Regions from separate parts of the Pan troglodytes genome. Here region 2 is linked to region 1. A link is a contact called in public HiChIP or PLAC-seq data. All regions are on one chromosome and are shown on one strand. Each heading gives the region's core, a stretch centred on a gene start, on an enhancer-like site or on the middle of the called end of the contact. The rest is flanking DNA. Distances are from core to core; before and after follow the strand shown. Region 1 holds the start of RCE1 (Ras converting CAAX endopeptidase 1). Region 2 holds the start of C11H11orf86 (chromosome 11 C11orf86 homolog).

Region 1 (2,703 bases), core at 23-2,522:
GGGCAACAGAGCAAGACCTTGTCTCAAAAAAACAAAAGGTCAGCTCAGGTATCTCCTCATGGAAACCCTTCTTCACATCCAGAGGTGGTCGGCTTCCTTCTCTATTTTAACCCTGGGCTTTGTACACAGGTCTGCATCCCCTCCTAGCATCTGTGAGCTTCTCTCAGGGAAAAGCTCATTGATCTGCATCCCCAAGACCTGCTGGGGAAGAATCTATTCATCTAAACTCGCTTTAATTTGACAAATGAATCAGTTAAGAGTAGGAAAGCTGCCTATGGGCACTGCTCAATGCAACGTGAGCAACAAAGGGAGACAGAACTGAGGCCAGAAAGGTGAGGGAGGACAGAGGCTGGCAGGGAGGGGGGCTTGTCCGTGCAGACTCCAGGAAGAATCTATACAGAAAGTTACTGAGCGGCCTGAGTCCCCCAAGTGAGGGCTCGGGACAATCTCCCGCCTGGGTGAGAGAATAGGGAGGCCCTGAAACGTCTCTGCAGCCTCGGGCTGCTCCAGAAGCGCCCACAGCTGCAGGGTTTTGGTGTGGATGGGACCTGCTGACAGGGATGCGGTGGGAAGAGCCCCTCGGCGCCCGTTCTCCCAGGCTTCCCCTTGCCCAAGGGTGCTCCTAGCACAGGGCCATGAAAGTAAGATGAAGAGGCTTGTTTTCTCCTAGATACCAGCGGGCAAGCAGAAAACAAGAGGCTCAAGAGGGGCAGCCCCCGCATAGAGGAGATGCGATCTCTGCGCTCCGCCAGGGCCCCGAGCCCTTCAGAGGCCGCCCCGCGCCGCCCGGAGGCCACCGCGGCCCCCCTCACTCCTAGAGGAAGGGAGGACCGCGAGGCTCACGGCAGGGCCCTGGCGCCGGGCAGGGCGAGCCTCAGGAGCCGCCTGGAGGTAACTGGGCGAGGGCCGCGCAGGGAAGGGCTCAGCAGGAGGTGCAGGCCACGGGCCGCTGCTGAGAGGTCCTCACCCCGGGCCCCCTTGTTCCCGCAGGACGTGCTGTGGCTGCAGGAGGTCTCCAACCTGTCAGAGTGGCTGAGTCCCAGCCCTGGGCCCTGAGCCGGGTCCCCTTCCGCAAGCGCCCACCGATCCGGAGGCTGCGGGCAGCCGTTATCCCGTGGTTTAATAAAGCTGCCCCGCGCTCACCAAGTCCTCTTCCGCGTCTGCTTCCGCGTCGGGCCCGGGCGGGGCGGGGCGTGGAGCCGCACCGCGGCCTGACGTCACCCACACCTCCCTGGGACTGCGTCACTGGTGCGCGCCGCGGGTCAGGGCGCAATGGCGGCGCTGGGCGGGGATGGGCTGCGACTGCTGTCGGTGTCGCGGCCGGAGCGGCCGCCCGAGTCGGCGGCGCTGGGGGGCCCGGGCCCCGGGCTGTGCTGCTGGGTGTCAGTGTTCTCCTGCCTCAGCCTCGCCTGCTCCTACGTGGGCAGCCTCTACGTCTGGAAGAGCGAACTGCCCAGGTGCGGGGGCTGCGCGCGGCCGGAATCCGCGCCCTGCGGGCGGAGCTTGGGCGAGCCGGGGGCGGGTCCGTGCTCATGGGCAGCCGCGGGCCCCCTGAACTTACTGTCCCCTCCGTAGGGACCATCCCGCCGTCATCAAGCGACGCTTCACCAGCGTCCTGGTGGTGTCCAGTCTCTCACCTCTGTGCGTGCTGCTCTGGAGGGAACTCACAGGCATCCAGGTGCGAAGGAGGCGGGGCAAAGGGCAATGGCGGTGAGAGCTCAGGGGTCTTTAGGGGAGGAAGCAAAACTGATGCCCCCTTTCCTGTGGCTCAGCCAGGCACATCCCTGCTCACCCTGATGGGCTTCAGGCTGGAGGGCATTTTCCCAGCGGCGCTGCTGCCCCTGTTGCTGACCATGGTGAGTGCTCCTCCTGTATTTTTTCTTCTGGTCTTTGTTATCAGCCTGATGGGCAGTGCCGTGGACTCCTCTTGTTTTTGGTTTTTGGTTGATGGGAGACAGGACTTTTGAGATGGCCCCAGGGTCCTCCGGTATGCATGGTCTGGAAATCGTGGCTGAGAGGATTTCAAGCTTGGAGTCTCAGGGAGCATGGGCAAAGGTCTGGGCAAAAGCGGTGGGTTATGGTGAAAGTGTTTTCTTGCTCTCAGATTCTTTTCCTGGGCCCACTGATGCAGCTCTCTATGGATTGCCCTTGTGACCTGGCAGATGGGCTGAAGGTTGTCCTGGGTGAGTCTTAAAGGCTGAAGGGAAAAGTAAGCACAGGCAGTCCAGGACATTGGGGCAGGGAGTCAGCGGGCTCAGGGTGTGATCTGGACACGTGAAATGTCATCTCTCTGGGTGTGTTTTCTCATCAGTAAAATGGAAACATAGAGCTAGGTGGCCTCTAAGGGTTGATTGCCAACGTCCAAGGAGTTCCCTGGGAACCCCCAGCAGCATTTGGTGTGGATCAGAGAGCACTGTTCCCTGCTTCCCCAACCAGAGCTAGTCTTGCTTAAATTTTGGTGTCTCCAGAGTTTACTTCCAGGATGCCCTGCCTCAGCTAATGCCTTCCCTTCAGGTCATCTCAAGACATTGGGTTTATGTTGGGTCCACACCCCCGTCCTCAGGAGTATTGATGCCTAACCTGAGTTTGGCCAGGGTAAAGTTGTGGGAGAGGAGCCCTTGGAGCCTCTGGGGTCTCACTGTCTGACAGCCTGTCACTCACAGCTTGTCCTGAATTCCCTCTGCAGCCCCCCGCTCCTGGGCC
Region 2 (2,859 bases), core at 125-2,624, 130 kb after region 1:
TGTATTTTTAGTAGAGAAGGGGTTTCACCATATTGGCCAGGCTGGTCTTGAACTTCTGACCTCAAGTGATCCACCCGCCTCAGCCTCCCAAAGTGCTAGGATTACAGGCATGAGCCACTGCTCCCAGCCTCAGGTCTTTCTTTATAGCAGCAGGAGAACGGACAAATACAACTACCAACTCACTTTGTTCGAGGGCTTGCTGTGTGCCAAGCCCTGTGGACCACATTTAATATGCACAACAATGACCCAAGTTATTTGTCCCTCTTACGAATGAAGGAGAAAAATGTGCCCAAGGTCACAAGGCTGCAAGGAATGAAGCTACAGTTTACCCAGAGGCAGTTGGTCCTCAGAGCTTGAGTGCTCAAGGATAGTGCTGTGCTGCTGGGACATTAGGGGCAGTGCTGGGCCTGGAAAAAATCCAGGCCTCCTGACTCCTAGCCTGGAGCCGTCCTGTTTCCTTCTGTTTCTTAAAAAAAAAAAGAAAAGAAGAAATTCTCCAGTATTGTAAAACACATATACCATAAAGTTTACCATTTCAGCCATTGTTGTGCAACCAATCTCTGGAACTCTTCATCTTATGAAATCTGAAAATTTACAGCCATTAAACTCTTCATTCCTCCCTCCCCCAGTGCCTGGCAACGGCCATCCTCCTTGCTGTCTTTGTGAATGTGATTGTTCTAGGTTGGAGCCATACTGATGCTTTTTTAAAAAATATATTTCTTTTTGAGACGCAGTCTTGCTCTGTCACCCAGGTTGGATGCAGTGGCACAATCTCGGCTCACTGCAACCTCCGCCTTCTGGGTTCAAGTGATTCTCCTGCCTCAGCCTCCTGAGTAGCTGGGATTACAGGCGCCCGCCACCATGCCCAGCTAATTTTTTGTATTTTTAGTAGAGACGGGGTTTTACCATGTTGGCAAGGCTGGTCTGGAACTCCTGATCTCAGGCAATCTGCCTGCCTTGGCCTCTCAAAGTGCTAGGATTACAGGCGTGAGCCACCGGGCCTGGCCCAATTCTTAAAAGGCTGTCTCTGTTTGGTTGTTAAGCCATGGTGCTCAGTGTCAATGGATGCCGGGGCCATAGAAATTCAGAGGAGAACAAACTCTTCAGGGATGAGGTAGTCAGGGAAGCTGCCTAGAGGAGAAGGAGAAGGAGGAGGGGGGAGGGGGAGGGGAGGGGAAGGAAGGGGGAGGGGAGGGGAAGGAAGGGGGAGGGGAGGGGAGAAGGAGGGGGAAGATGGGGGAGGAGGGAGGGGGAGAGGAGGGGAGGGGGAGGGGAGGGGGAGGGGGGAAGTATAGGTGAAGGAGGGAGTGGCAATTTCCTCCCTTTGGCCTTCACTCCTTGACCCAGAAGGTGGGGAGGCAGTGGTGAGGTGACTCAGGGATGCTCGGCCCTGTGGCCTGCCCTTTGATTTATGAAAGCCACCTTGGCAGCACCAACCTTTGCCCCCAGTGATCTCTTGTCAGATGGGTGGAGGCACTGGGCCACCTCAGAGGGCCAGTGTCTTGCTGAGGGGCCAGAGCAGTCCTGTGCCTGCAGCCTCCGGAGCCATGGGAACAGGGCTGCGAAGTCAGTCCTTGCGAGAGCCCCGACCCTCCTATGGAAAGCTGCAGGAGCCCTGGGGGAGGCCCCAGGAGGGCCAACTCCGCAGGGCGCTAAGCCTCAGACAGGGGCAAGAGAAGTCCAGGTCCCAGGGCCTCGAGAGAGGCACAGAAGGGCCAGATGCCACTGCCCAGGAGCGGGTGCCGGGGAGCCTGGGGGACACAGAGCAGCTGATCCAAGCCCAGCGAAGAGGCAGCCGGTGGTGGCTGAGGCGGTACCAACAGGTATGGCTGTGGGCTGAAGGATGGAGGGTACCACAGCAGGTGGGCAGGGATTCCAGGGCAGGAAAGGTTCAGAGACAGAGCCAGCCCAGGCTGTGTACCAAGATGACAACCGAGCTGCCTGGAGATGAGGGTGCAGAGAGAGACACCCCAGAGCCACGTTTCAGAGGGCCCTGAAGGCATTTGGGATTTATCCCACAGGCACTGGGGAGCCACTGAAGGTTTTAGAGGAGGAGGGTGATATGGTAAGCGCTGTTTTTAGCTGATTGATAGTATGCTGGACGGGGGAATAGAGCAGGAGGCAAGGAGATCAGCCAGTGCAACTTCCTGGGAAGTACACTGTGTGACCCTCTCACCCCAGAGAAAAAGGGGAGATCTGGACCCCTTTTTGGGGGGCTGCAGGCTCCCTCCTCTAAGAGACAGGGTCTCCAATGAGCAGTGCTTCTCTACCTGGGGTCTACCCCCACCTCGTGGCTATGGGTGGAACAACATCTAAGCCCACCACTCAGCCCGTGGGACCTCCCCCACCTCTGTCTTCCAGCAGGTAAGAAGAAGGTGGGAGAGCTTTGTCGCCATCTTCCCCAGCGTGACTCTGAGTCAGCCGGCCTCCCCGTAGCCCACACTGGGCACCATCAGCTAAAGATGCTGGAAGCCATGGTGGCCCCCTTGCTGTGCCTGGACCAGCCCACCGTGTCTGCTGACCTACCTCTTCACGGCTCTCTGGACTTTGGCTGGGTGGCCCTAGGAGGCTTCTGCCACCAGCTCACTGGAGTCGCCACGTGGCTGCCACTCTTAGCTCTGGCCCTTCCACTCCAGCACTAGCTCTCTTTGAAGACCCCAGCAGGGTCAAAAAGAAGGGGGCTCAGCTGTCTGCCCTCTGGGCTTGGGTAGGGGCCTTGGACTATGATTCTATGAAGGTTTAGAAGAAGCCTGCCCGGAATGGGGGCTGTGGACGCTCCTGCCCCACACGACCAGCTGTCAACTTCCAGGACGGAGCTTGATGAAGCCAGATCCATGGCCGAGAGGCTCATGGACGTTG

Evidence for each region. HiChIP or PLAC-seq counts read pairs in DNA pulled down with a chosen protein or histone mark.
Region 2: an H3K4me3 HiChIP or PLAC-seq map of stem cell-derived excitatory neurons shows a contact between it and region 1, with 7 times the contacts expected there. The contact joins the promoter of C11H11orf86 here to the promoter of RCE1 in region 1. A contact is called at or near these places in 1 of 7 Hi-C or Micro-C datasets (stem cell-derived neural progenitor cells) and 1 of 1 datasets of contacts at active chromatin or transcription factors (stem cell-derived excitatory neurons).

What each region holds. Positions count from the first base shown.
Region 1 is chr9:69,164,271-69,166,973 of NHGRI_mPanTro3-v2.0_pri, forward strand. It overlaps RCE1 (Ras converting CAAX endopeptidase 1), which reads left to right and starts at 1,273. Exons shown (of 7, transcript XM_054661443.2): 1 at 1,273-1,457; 2 at 1,576-1,678; 3 at 1,773-1,856; 4 at 2,105-2,183; 5 at 2,687-2,703. The coding sequence starts at 1,273. TOP6BL (TOP6B like initiator of meiotic double strand breaks) reads left to right here. Exons shown (of 17, transcript XM_054661441.2): 16 at 671-891; 17 at 991-1,146. The coding sequence ends at 1,056.
Region 2 is chr9:69,297,814-69,300,672 of NHGRI_mPanTro3-v2.0_pri, forward strand. It overlaps C11H11orf86 (chromosome 11 C11orf86 homolog), which reads left to right and starts at 1,375. Exons shown (of 2, transcript XM_024347544.3): 1 at 1,375-1,823; 2 at 2,362-2,859. The coding sequence starts at 1,464. The coding sequence ends at 2,436.